3 separate regions of the Mus musculus genome follow, and regions 1 and 3 are each linked to region 2. A link is a contact called in public HiChIP or PLAC-seq and promoter capture Hi-C data. All regions are on one chromosome and are shown on one strand. Each heading gives the region's core, a stretch centred on a gene start, on an enhancer-like site or on the middle of the called end of the contact. The rest is flanking DNA. Distances are from core to core; before and after follow the strand shown. Region 1 overlaps Sdcbp (syndecan binding protein). Region 2 holds the start of Tgs1 (trimethylguanosine synthase 1). Region 3 overlaps Nsmaf (neutral sphingomyelinase (N-SMase) activation associated factor).

The links. Promoter capture Hi-C pulls out the DNA fragments that hold promoters and counts their contacts. HiChIP or PLAC-seq counts read pairs in DNA pulled down with a chosen protein or histone mark.
Region 1: an H3K27ac HiChIP or PLAC-seq map of large pre-B cells shows a contact between it and region 2, with 6 times the contacts expected there. The contact joins the enhancer-like site here to the promoter of Tgs1 in region 2. A contact is called at or near these places in 4 of 39 promoter capture datasets (the 3T3-L1 cell line, cranial neural crest, liver and 1 more) and 2 of 115 datasets of contacts at active chromatin or transcription factors (astrocytes and large pre-B cells).
Region 3: a promoter capture Hi-C map of the 3T3-L1 cell line shows a contact between it and region 2, with 7 times the contacts expected there. The contact joins the enhancer-like site here to the promoter of Tgs1 in region 2. A contact is called at or near these places in 5 of 39 promoter capture datasets (the 3T3-L1 cell line, cranial neural crest, liver and 1 more) and 1 of 115 datasets of contacts at active chromatin or transcription factors (astrocytes).

The regions. Positions count from the first base shown.
Region 1 is chr4:6,382,099-6,385,322 of GRCm38.p6, reverse strand. It overlaps Sdcbp (syndecan binding protein), which reads right to left. Exons shown (of 9, transcript NM_001098227.1): 5 at 136-297. Among named protein-coding and RNA genes, the nearest start is that of Sdcbp, 18 kb to the right of the region's middle. Within about 2 kb of position 1,437, at least 101 of the 459 cell types and tissues checked have an H3K27ac peak or open chromatin away from gene starts, as enhancers often do.
Region 2 is chr4:3,573,435-3,576,624 of GRCm38.p6, reverse strand. It overlaps Tgs1 (trimethylguanosine synthase 1), which reads right to left and starts at 1,746. Exons shown (of 13, transcript NM_054089.4): 1 at 1,496-1,746. The coding sequence starts at 1,599. It overlaps Tmem68 (transmembrane protein 68), which reads left to right and starts at 1,772. Exons shown (of 8, transcript NM_028097.4): 1 at 1,772-1,921.
Region 3 is chr4:6,425,871-6,428,919 of GRCm38.p6, reverse strand. Nsmaf (neutral sphingomyelinase (N-SMase) activation associated factor) reads left to right here. Exons shown (of 31, transcript NM_010945.2): 10 at 399-528; 11 at 2,447-2,518. Among named protein-coding and RNA genes, the nearest start is that of Nsmaf, 27 kb to the left of the region's middle. Within about 2 kb of position 1,334, at least 51 of the 459 cell types and tissues checked have an H3K27ac peak or open chromatin away from gene starts, as enhancers often do.

The DNA of each region.
Region 1 (3,224 bases), core at 188-2,687, 2.8 Mb before region 2:
CAAGTGAAAACTCTGGATTCACACTATTATTCCCCACTGTAGATGGGTTATTACAGCTAGCCAAACTATTTTCATTTTAATGATTTGACACTAATATTCTGTGATCTATTTAGATAAATTCAAAAATATACTTACATTATCTATTGACTTAAGTCTGAGCCCAATTTTTCCATCTTGATCCTTACACAAAATAACTTCACGGATCCCTTGCTTAATTTCTGCTCTCCGAATTCCAGCATCGTTACCTGTCACAGGTGCTACCATATAGTTCACACTGGATGGTCTTGCTACCAACTGCTAAGAAAAATACAAATTTGACAGTATTTAGAAACACAGCAATTAACTGGAACACACTCAGTTACAGTTCTTATAAATATTGCTCCATTAACAAATTCCCTCTAGTGAAGTCTGATTCCCACAATAATGCCAGTGGTTTTCTTTCCCCCATTACCCTTGGATAGAGAAAACTCAGTGACTTGTTACTTAAGTCAACTGGTACCCCTGTGTATGGGATCTGCTGCTGAACTGCATCAGCTAGCAACCACATAAGTGACACCAGCTGTCTCAAAAGACTGCATTGCCCAACGAGGTCATGCGACCTTAGACTGGGTAAGTGCACTTCCATGAAGCTGGTGCAGCAGGGAAAGCAAGCATGAATCATTTCTCAGAAGATATTCTGTCGCCAACAACTACACTGCAGTTTGCCTTGATTTCAAACATATTTTCCTAGAACTTAAACGTCACACTAGACTTTTGCAACTTTCTTTTTTCAGGGATTTTCTGTGATATAATCATAAAATTATCAATTTAAAAATAAGTTAATATGAACAAGGCTTTAAGTCAGGAATGAAATAAAAAGACAACATAAAAACATATTAAACTGCTCTTGACAAAAATCTCCGTGTGTACACATTGGGATTAGGAAAACCGAGGCACCAAGAGCAGGGCAGTAGAACTGTGGCTGATCTCATACAGAAGGTAAGTCAGCTCCAAATGGACTCCCAAAGCCATAACTGTGGAGATCTGCACATAAAACTAGGAGAAAACGCAAGACAAATCTCTCAATGACCTTTGTATGTAAGGAGAGCTACATCCGACTTAATGAGATCCTTCACAGCCGGGGTGGGGCCCAGAGGTGGGTCGTTTGAGAACAGCCTCAAAACCTATCTCAAAACAAACAAAAAAGTTCTTCACAACAAAAGCAGCATTCACCAAACTGAAAGCAGCCCATGGAATGGGAGAAGTTATTTGAAAATCATCATGTAGTAAGTGGCAAATATCCAAATGCATAAATAACTCAAAACTCAACAGCAAAAACAGCACACTCAATTTAAAAATGGGCAAAATGCCTACATACAAGCTTTTCCCAAAGATAACAAGAGGGTGGGTGGGTGACAGATCATTTATCATTAGAGAATCACAGCCAGAGAGATGACATCACCACCCCGTGTGTCAGTGTGCTGGGAACAAGCACAAGACTGACTCCAAGTACTACCACTTCATTGTCAGACTCCATTTAATCATAGGGAAAAACAAAATTCAGGTCCCAGACCCTAGGGGAGCTGGGGACTTCCCGATAGCTGAACAGCCTCCATTAAAAGGAAGCAGCTGAAAGCGTCCAGACATCTCCAGGACAACTGCTCCATGTTGCTGGTGGGGTCAAACCAAGTTCATGTTCACAGACCCAAGAACCTCCTCCAATTGGTGAAAACTCCCTTGCTAAGCCTTTATGTCAAAATATGATTGAGCAATGGTACAGCCCGCCGCACTTCTGCTTTACGCTTTCTTCCTTTAAATATGCCCTACAACATCCTTTCAGGCTACTCAATCAGTAGTGGCTTGATTGCAATAAATTTTGTCACCTACATTAACCTGGTGCTTGAGTCAAGTTGAATTTATGTTGGATTTAAACAGACCCCTCAGCAAGTATTATCTATCAAAAAAGACAAAAGTGCTGAAAAACGCAGGGGAAGGTCTAGGGGAAGGTTTAGGAGTACCCAGCCTTTAACGTAGCCAAGATATTTTAAAATTAACTGAGGGGTGTGTGTGTGTGTGTGTGTGTGTGTGTGTGTGTTCCATCCCTGAATCCAAAGAGTTCCTGGGTGTGTGGCTGGAAGCATGCAACCCAACAAGAGCACAGAGCGGTGTAGCCCAAACTCACTGGTACAGTATACCTTCTGTATAAAGCTGTATAAAGCTGTATACCTTCTGTATAAAGCTGGGGGGAAAAACTAAGTGGAACACAAAAGCAAAAACTACACGGTATGTGAAGTGAATTATGTACTAAGTGAAATATATGCTAAGAGAAATGTGCAGAACAAATTAAGTAAACAAAACGATAGAATAAGAACAGAGTATACCACAGAGCCTTATAAATGCAGATACTTCTAAAGTAACTTCAGATTACCTTCAAAGCAAGAAATGTACAAATGGGGAGGGGACACTTGTATGATGCTCACATAAAGGGATCAAAGTATACAGACCTGGGCAAAGGAAGTCAGATACACTGAAATAATAGCTATAATTGGCTTTTTTTCTTTGTTAGAAGATAAATTTTCTATAAACATAGCAACTAGCATTTTTGTTTTCTCCATGCCTCTTTTTACTTTACTGTTGGTTGACTTTACATTTTTTACTTTAAATTTTTTAAGATTTATTTTTATATAATTCATCTATATGTCTGTATTTGCCACTTCTGTGGATGCCTGAAGATGTCATATCCTCTGGGGCTGTCTTCTGGCATAGCAGCAAGCACTGTAGCCACTGAGCCACGTCTTACAACTTGCCTAGCCGCTCCGAGGCTGCAACTATTAGAACCCCTCCCCTAGGTCCAAGCTGCAACAGGCTGCATCCCTAAGCGTTCTGGCCCCAGCACTGATCCACTCCATCCTAGGGCAGCAGCTGGCTTTCGCCACTTCTATCTGGGTTCTACTTTTTCCTTTGAAAATCTTTGACCATTTATCTAATTTCTCAAATCACTTCAGCTGAAATACCGTTTTATCAACTGGATAATTGTTGAGAATCAGTTCTAATGTTCTGTCTTATTTTGGCTCCCAAAGTCATGCACTGATAATAACCAATGGCTGGACAGAGCGATGGAGGCGGGACATTTAGATTAGAAGATTGTGTGCAAGCCGGAGACTGAGAAAGAAGGGAGAGAGAGAGGGTAAGGAGAGGAGAACTGCCATGACGGGGAAGCAGAGGGATCAGACTAAGAGCTACAG
Region 2 (3,190 bases), core at 497-2,996:
ACTTACTCAAACTATTTTTACATAAAAGTAATGTTTTCACTCAGGCCATTTTTACATAAAATTCTGTTAAGGATACTGGTTTTCTCGACTTTCTGCCAAAAAGGCACTTCAAGAAGACTCTAAATGGAGGAGTTCCTTTCCTCTCCCAAGGCTTCATATTTTTCACTGTCCATCCTGCCAGATTGCTATCAAAGCACCACAGACATGTCTCTTATCCAGTTGAGTTAACTGAGTAATTGTGCAAACCGCTACCTTAGTGCAATATTGATCTCTTTTGCTTAGAAAGTGAATTCAGCGCAGCCTGGTCCCATCTTATATTCCATTACCTACCAGCATCTAATAGGAGCATAAAAAAGAACTTTACTGAATTAAATGTACACCTGAGCGTTGGGAGTCATTTTTGTCTGCTTCTGTAAAAGCCTGTCTGTTAGGCGGAGTCAAGGCAGGTCAGGCTGACAGATTTCCTGGCCTGCCAACGGCATGGAACAAAAAGCTACAACTGAGGCTCAAGGAGAGAGGCTGAACGTTCGATTAATCTTTGTGGAAGGAACAGGGAGGCCTCCGGATGGGAACAGATATCCATTCTCTGTCAGCCATTGTCTGTGCTAGTTTGTGACTTTGTTTCCCATGATACTGTAAAGTGTATTAAGGTTATGAGAAATACATTTGGGGCCAGTGTGGTTCAGGCCTGCAGCCCTCCGGATTTCTAACCTTTGTCTCTGAGTCTTCTTTTCGGTCTTATAATCATCCTCACTCCCCCACTAGAAGACTGTTCAACTCTGAACCAGCAGGACCTGTGCAAATGAGCCTAGTACATTTTTTAAATGTTAAATTTAACATGGTGTTATATTTCTTTTTTGAGGAAACTTTCAGATATCTTCCCTCAAGTACATAATGAAAATGAGTACCTTCAAATTTAAAATTTGTCAATGCTTTTCCCACCAGAAGGTACTTTCTATTCTGGCAATTTTAAACATGAAACCAACATTTCCCCCAGAGATGTCTCTAAAACTGCCATAAACAGTTAACACTTTTATCTCAAATAATTAGACGTTTCAGATACATAAATTTTTGTTGGAAAGGATTTTACAGTTTGCAAATAGAGCTCTAATTTGATCCTTCATCTCATCAATCTATTTGTATTAGTTTACACTTCACACTCCATCTTACTGGTATAGCTCAGGATGGTCTTGAATTTGCTATCCTTCTGCATGGCCAATACCTGGGCCATCTCGCCCGACTCAACCAATGTTGAGATTGGCCCTTCATTTATGGAAACCCGAAATGACACATATAAGGTACCACATTTAAAAAAAAATCAAAATTATATTAATCTTCCCTTTAGTAATTGCAGTAGAACATTCCTTCATGCCCGCGGGGTTTCGAGTTTCTTAGACATCAGGTCATGTGGCTTTCTGGAAAGCCTCTCTCTAACTCTGCGACACCCCCATTCCTGAGCAAGGACAGAAAGTGAGAGAGGACCGTCGCGACTTACTCCACAAATGCCCGGGAGCAGAGGCAAAGGATCTTGTACTCCTCCTCGCGGTCTTCAATGAAGAGCAGCATTTCGGCCACATGGTTCCACTTCTCGCAACACATTTCGTTATCCGGGCTCGCTCTGGTGTTGTCCGCGACTGGGCCGGGCGCTGTTGCTGAAGACAGAAAGGCGTAACTCGCGCGGGCAGAGGAGCGGAACGCGCCTGGGGACGCTCGAGCCGGGAGCCAGCCAGCCGCGCTACCGGAAGCAGCGACAGCAGCTACCGGAAGGGGCGGGGCGACCGACGGTCCTACACCCAATGTGGCTCGGCCTTCTTCCTCTCAGGCAGTTAAAGGAAACCGGCACTACCCGCGTGTCTGCTTCTCCCGGCTCTGCCGCCGACCAGCTGCCGAGGTCGCCGATTTCCTGTGACTTTCTTGTCAGGTGCGTCGAGCTCCCCATGGACTTCTCCATGCTGTTCTAGCCGGTAGCAGGCGTGGTGTCCTGGTCGCGGGGCCCGGAGCGGAAAGCCGGACTAGTTCCCGGCCTCTGCGCCTGCGCCGTGCAGTATATCTACAACTGCAGTATTCCTTCCTTTCATAACTCCTAAATTCAATATACCAGTCTAGATGTGAATTATAGATAGGCATGGTGGTATACACCTTTAATCTCAGACTTGGGAGGCAGAAGCAGACAGATCTCTCTGAGATCAAGGCCAGCTTAGTCTGCAGAGCAAGTCAGGTCCACACAGATGCTGTCTCAAAAATAACTAAATGTCTTACAGCATTATTGGAGAGAGTGACTAGAGTTAGACTATGATGCAGTAGAAGAGTAGTCATTAAAAGAGTAGGGGACTTTAACCAAAAGTAGAAGAGCATTTTTATATTGAAAAACAAAATCTTTGCAAGGTAATGTACATCAGAACCCGGAGAAAGAAGCTTGAACTCAAGGGGTTTTTGTTGTTTGTTTTCTTTTTATTGATAAGTGACACATGGGTGTGAGGAGAAGGCTTATTGGTTATTCGAGTTGGTTAAAGGGACAAAACATTCACGGGTGCATGAAAGTTGTCCTCCGCCTTCACATGCTCACTCATGCATCCTCCCCACAGGGTCAGGTGATTAAAAAAAAACATTTTAAAATTCTTTAAAAAGCCAATGGCATGTAATAATTTTACATATTTCTGGGTCACGGGGCAGCATTTCAGTGCATGTAGAAGATCATGAGAAGATACATTCATGAGAAGATCCGGGGAAACGATATATTTCTCACCTCAGACACTGTTTCTTTGTGTTGGGGCATTCAAACTGTTCTCTCTTAGCTGTTTTTGGATACTCACTTTGTAATCCAGTTTTCCTACTGTGCTTTAAAAGTTAAGTCTTCCTTTTGGCTATGCTCCACACCCACTAAATCACCATGTCTATATACTTCCCTGCACTTGTCCTGACTCGCTGTTAATCTTTGAGATTAACTTCCTTGTATGAGAGACTGATATGGCACCACCCAGAGTTAGTGTGAGACTTCCCACCTCCATTAACAACAGCAAAACCAACCAAACAACCTCACAGACATTCTCAGAGGTTTGTCTCTTAGGTGGTTCTAAACCCATAAGCTGACAGTCAAGAGTAGCAACAACAGTGTTGCTATCTATTCTTCATATGTTTGATAGCCAGTGACTATTCAAGCCCCCCTTTTAATGGGATTATTTGGGTTTTT
Region 3 (3,049 bases), core at 85-2,584, 2.9 Mb before region 2:
CCTGATAAAGGAAGTGTGCTAAGGGTAGGGTCTTTCTCTGTGGCCCAAGCTCCTGTCTCAGCTTCCTCCTAGTGCTGGCATAAAACGTAGCACCGCTGCTCTTTATGTAGGCTCTAAAAGTCGGTCTTAACAATATAAAAGTAGGAAGTCACATGATGGAGAAAGAGCTTCAGGACTGATCAGTTAGGAGACATTTGTTTCTGTGATATGTAAGCTCTTCAATTAATAAACAAGCCAGGCCTCCATTGTGCCATTTGAAAGCATGTCAACCTTATTTAAGCAGCCACTTGATGACTGTAGTGTTTCGGCAGGTAAGCAAGCTCACTCACACTGAGGTTAAGCCGAGGCAGTGGATTGGTTCCTAACTTTTCTTACTTTTGCTGGAAACATCTTTGCAGGTTCCAAAGTGTTTCTGAAAAGCTGCACATGGAGTGCAAAGCAGAGATGGTAACACCTCTAGTGACGAACCCTGGGCATGTGTGCATTACAGACACCAGCCTGTATTTCCAGCCTCTCAATGGGTACCCGGTACGTAGATCTCGGGGCCATGTTCAGTGCTTGCTTCTGTCTTTCAGCTAAATTTTCCAGGAACCTGATGTTATAGTTACTATGCCCTCACATCTTGGGGAAGGTCAAAGTCGTTTGACAACCCTGTGTAGCAGTGTGGCTTCCTAGTGCCCTGTGTAGTTGGAGTAGATGCACACTCCCCCGTATTTCAGCCATTCTGAAGGACCTTGTACCCAGTAGTGCGTAAAGAAAGTCCGCCCCTCCTGACTATGGATGAGACTTCTCCTCCTGCTGGGAAGCTCGGGGTAAGACACCCAGAAAAGGCTGTGGTGAATGAGAAGCTGATGGTGAGAGGGGGACTGCTTGCTTCTCCTTCACTGCAGACAGTGGGTCTCTGGCTTCCGTGAGTGCTGGTGTAAGGTTCTCACAGCTAGTGTGGCATCATGTATGATGCCACAGTCAGCAGCTGTAGGACCGTCCCCTCCCACCATCTAGGAAATCATCTTCTCTTTGAGAACACTAGACCTAAAACTATGCCAGGAAGTGAACACAAACTCAGATCTCTACACCACACTAACACTAGTAGAGACTCACTGCTTGCTTTTCCAGAGATGGGCCTTTTCTGTGTGGGCCATGCTAGCAGGACAAGTCCCGTCTCTCTGGCCACACAGCTGTGCCGTTTGCAGGGAACCTTAACCACAGGGGGCGGGCATTTTCTGTGGAAGAAGAGAATGCTCTGGAAATTGTCTAGGCTTCATTGGCTCTAAACACCTCACTCAGACATGGTGTCATAACACTTTTGTTCACTAGATGGCGGCACATACTGGGCAAAGCTTCCAATGACATGGCACATGGCTGGCTGGCTTGGTGTTCTCTGATACTGGCTGCTACTGTTACTATTTTTGGTCAGAAACTTGCAGAAAATGTATGGCACCACAGCCTCAGGGGACACAGTGCACATGTGTTTATTCCCAACTCCTGGCCAGGCTTCCTCACTGATGCATAGCCTGGCTTTCCTGTCACCTGGGAGCAGGAATGTTGGAGCTCTGCCCTTTACCTAAGCATACAATATTTTCTAATTTTGACTCTCTCTTATTACTGTTTATTATTATTATTTCAAGTTCCAGAGAATCAATTTTTTTTCCTTTAAAAAAGTAACAGCTTTAATTATGTTTTAATTTATGAGCTTTAATACTCTGTAATATTAAGGAGATGAAAAACATAATTCTTTAAAATAAAAAAGATGATAGGGAAAAGCAAGCCCTAGAGAAACTCAGGGCTGGAGCAATGGTTCAGTAGTTAAGAGCATGTGCTGCCAGCCATGAGGACCAGAGCTAGAACCCTGGCACCCACAGCACATGGCATCCCATGCATCCCAGAAACCTCAGCGCAGAGCTGGGTGGAGACAGGTTCAGGGAGAGACCCTGCCCCAACAGATAGGTGGAGAGAGAGCAAGAGCGAGAGAGAGAGAGAGAGAGAGAGAGAGAGAGAGAGAGAGAGAGCAAGGGGCACCTGATGAATCCTCCTGGCCTTCACATATGAGTGAAGATGCATGTAGCCCTACATACTTAGGTGCCTGCAGACACTCTAAGGTACATCGACAATCAGACAGACAGACAAATAATTTTCTAAAAGAACAGACTTTTTGAATAGCTATTTATGCTCATTCCTGAATGTTCCACACTATACACTAACCCTTGTGATACCTGAAAGATGAAGGTACCATTTTCATCTGAGATTACTGACAAGGGTTAGAAACGTGTCCAAGCTAAATGTGAAACCAGGTATGATTTGTCCAAGATCTCACCTAGGTGTTCACCTGCAGCGCAGTGGGAAGGCAAGGATGGGCTTCTCTTCCTCCCTACTGTAAGATACAACCAAACAGTTTCTAACTGAGCTACAGTTGTGACACTTGACACTGTCTCTGTGCTTTTTAAAGAAACCTGTGGTCCAGATAACACTGCAGGATGTCCGGCGCATTTACAAAAGGAGGCACGGCCTCATGCCTTTGGTGAGTTCGGTTGCCTGTGGGGGAGTCAAGTCTGCAGTGTAGCGGCTGAATGACTTGTAGGCCCCTGCACAGGCCTGGAAGCACACATGTGCAGTCTGTGAGCATGTGGAAGCTAGAAATTGATACAGGAATTACATTTCTGGAAATAAGAGGTTCTATTGCAGAAAATATTTTTTTGTTCAAAGAGCAAAACGCTGGAGAGTTCTCCAGCTTCTTGCTCGTGAGTTTTCAGAGCTTCTGGCCTGAGGCTAGACCAGTGTTTGCAGAGCAGTCCAGTGTGCCTCCACCTTGTACCCACTGCAGGTGGGTCTCAGAGTGAGACTGGGAGGACCCTCAAAGTCCTTTAGTACAGGGAGAGCGAACAGGCAACCAGCCACAGCGTTTAATGTAGCCTTTGAGCTCAATGAAAGAGAAATAGGGAAGACAACCATTAAGGCATTGGGCTGCCTCTTCCCACCACGTCCCTCACCGTGCACAGAGCACACTTACCTTGGTCTCTCATAGGCATCTTAGAAATGAATCACCACTCAG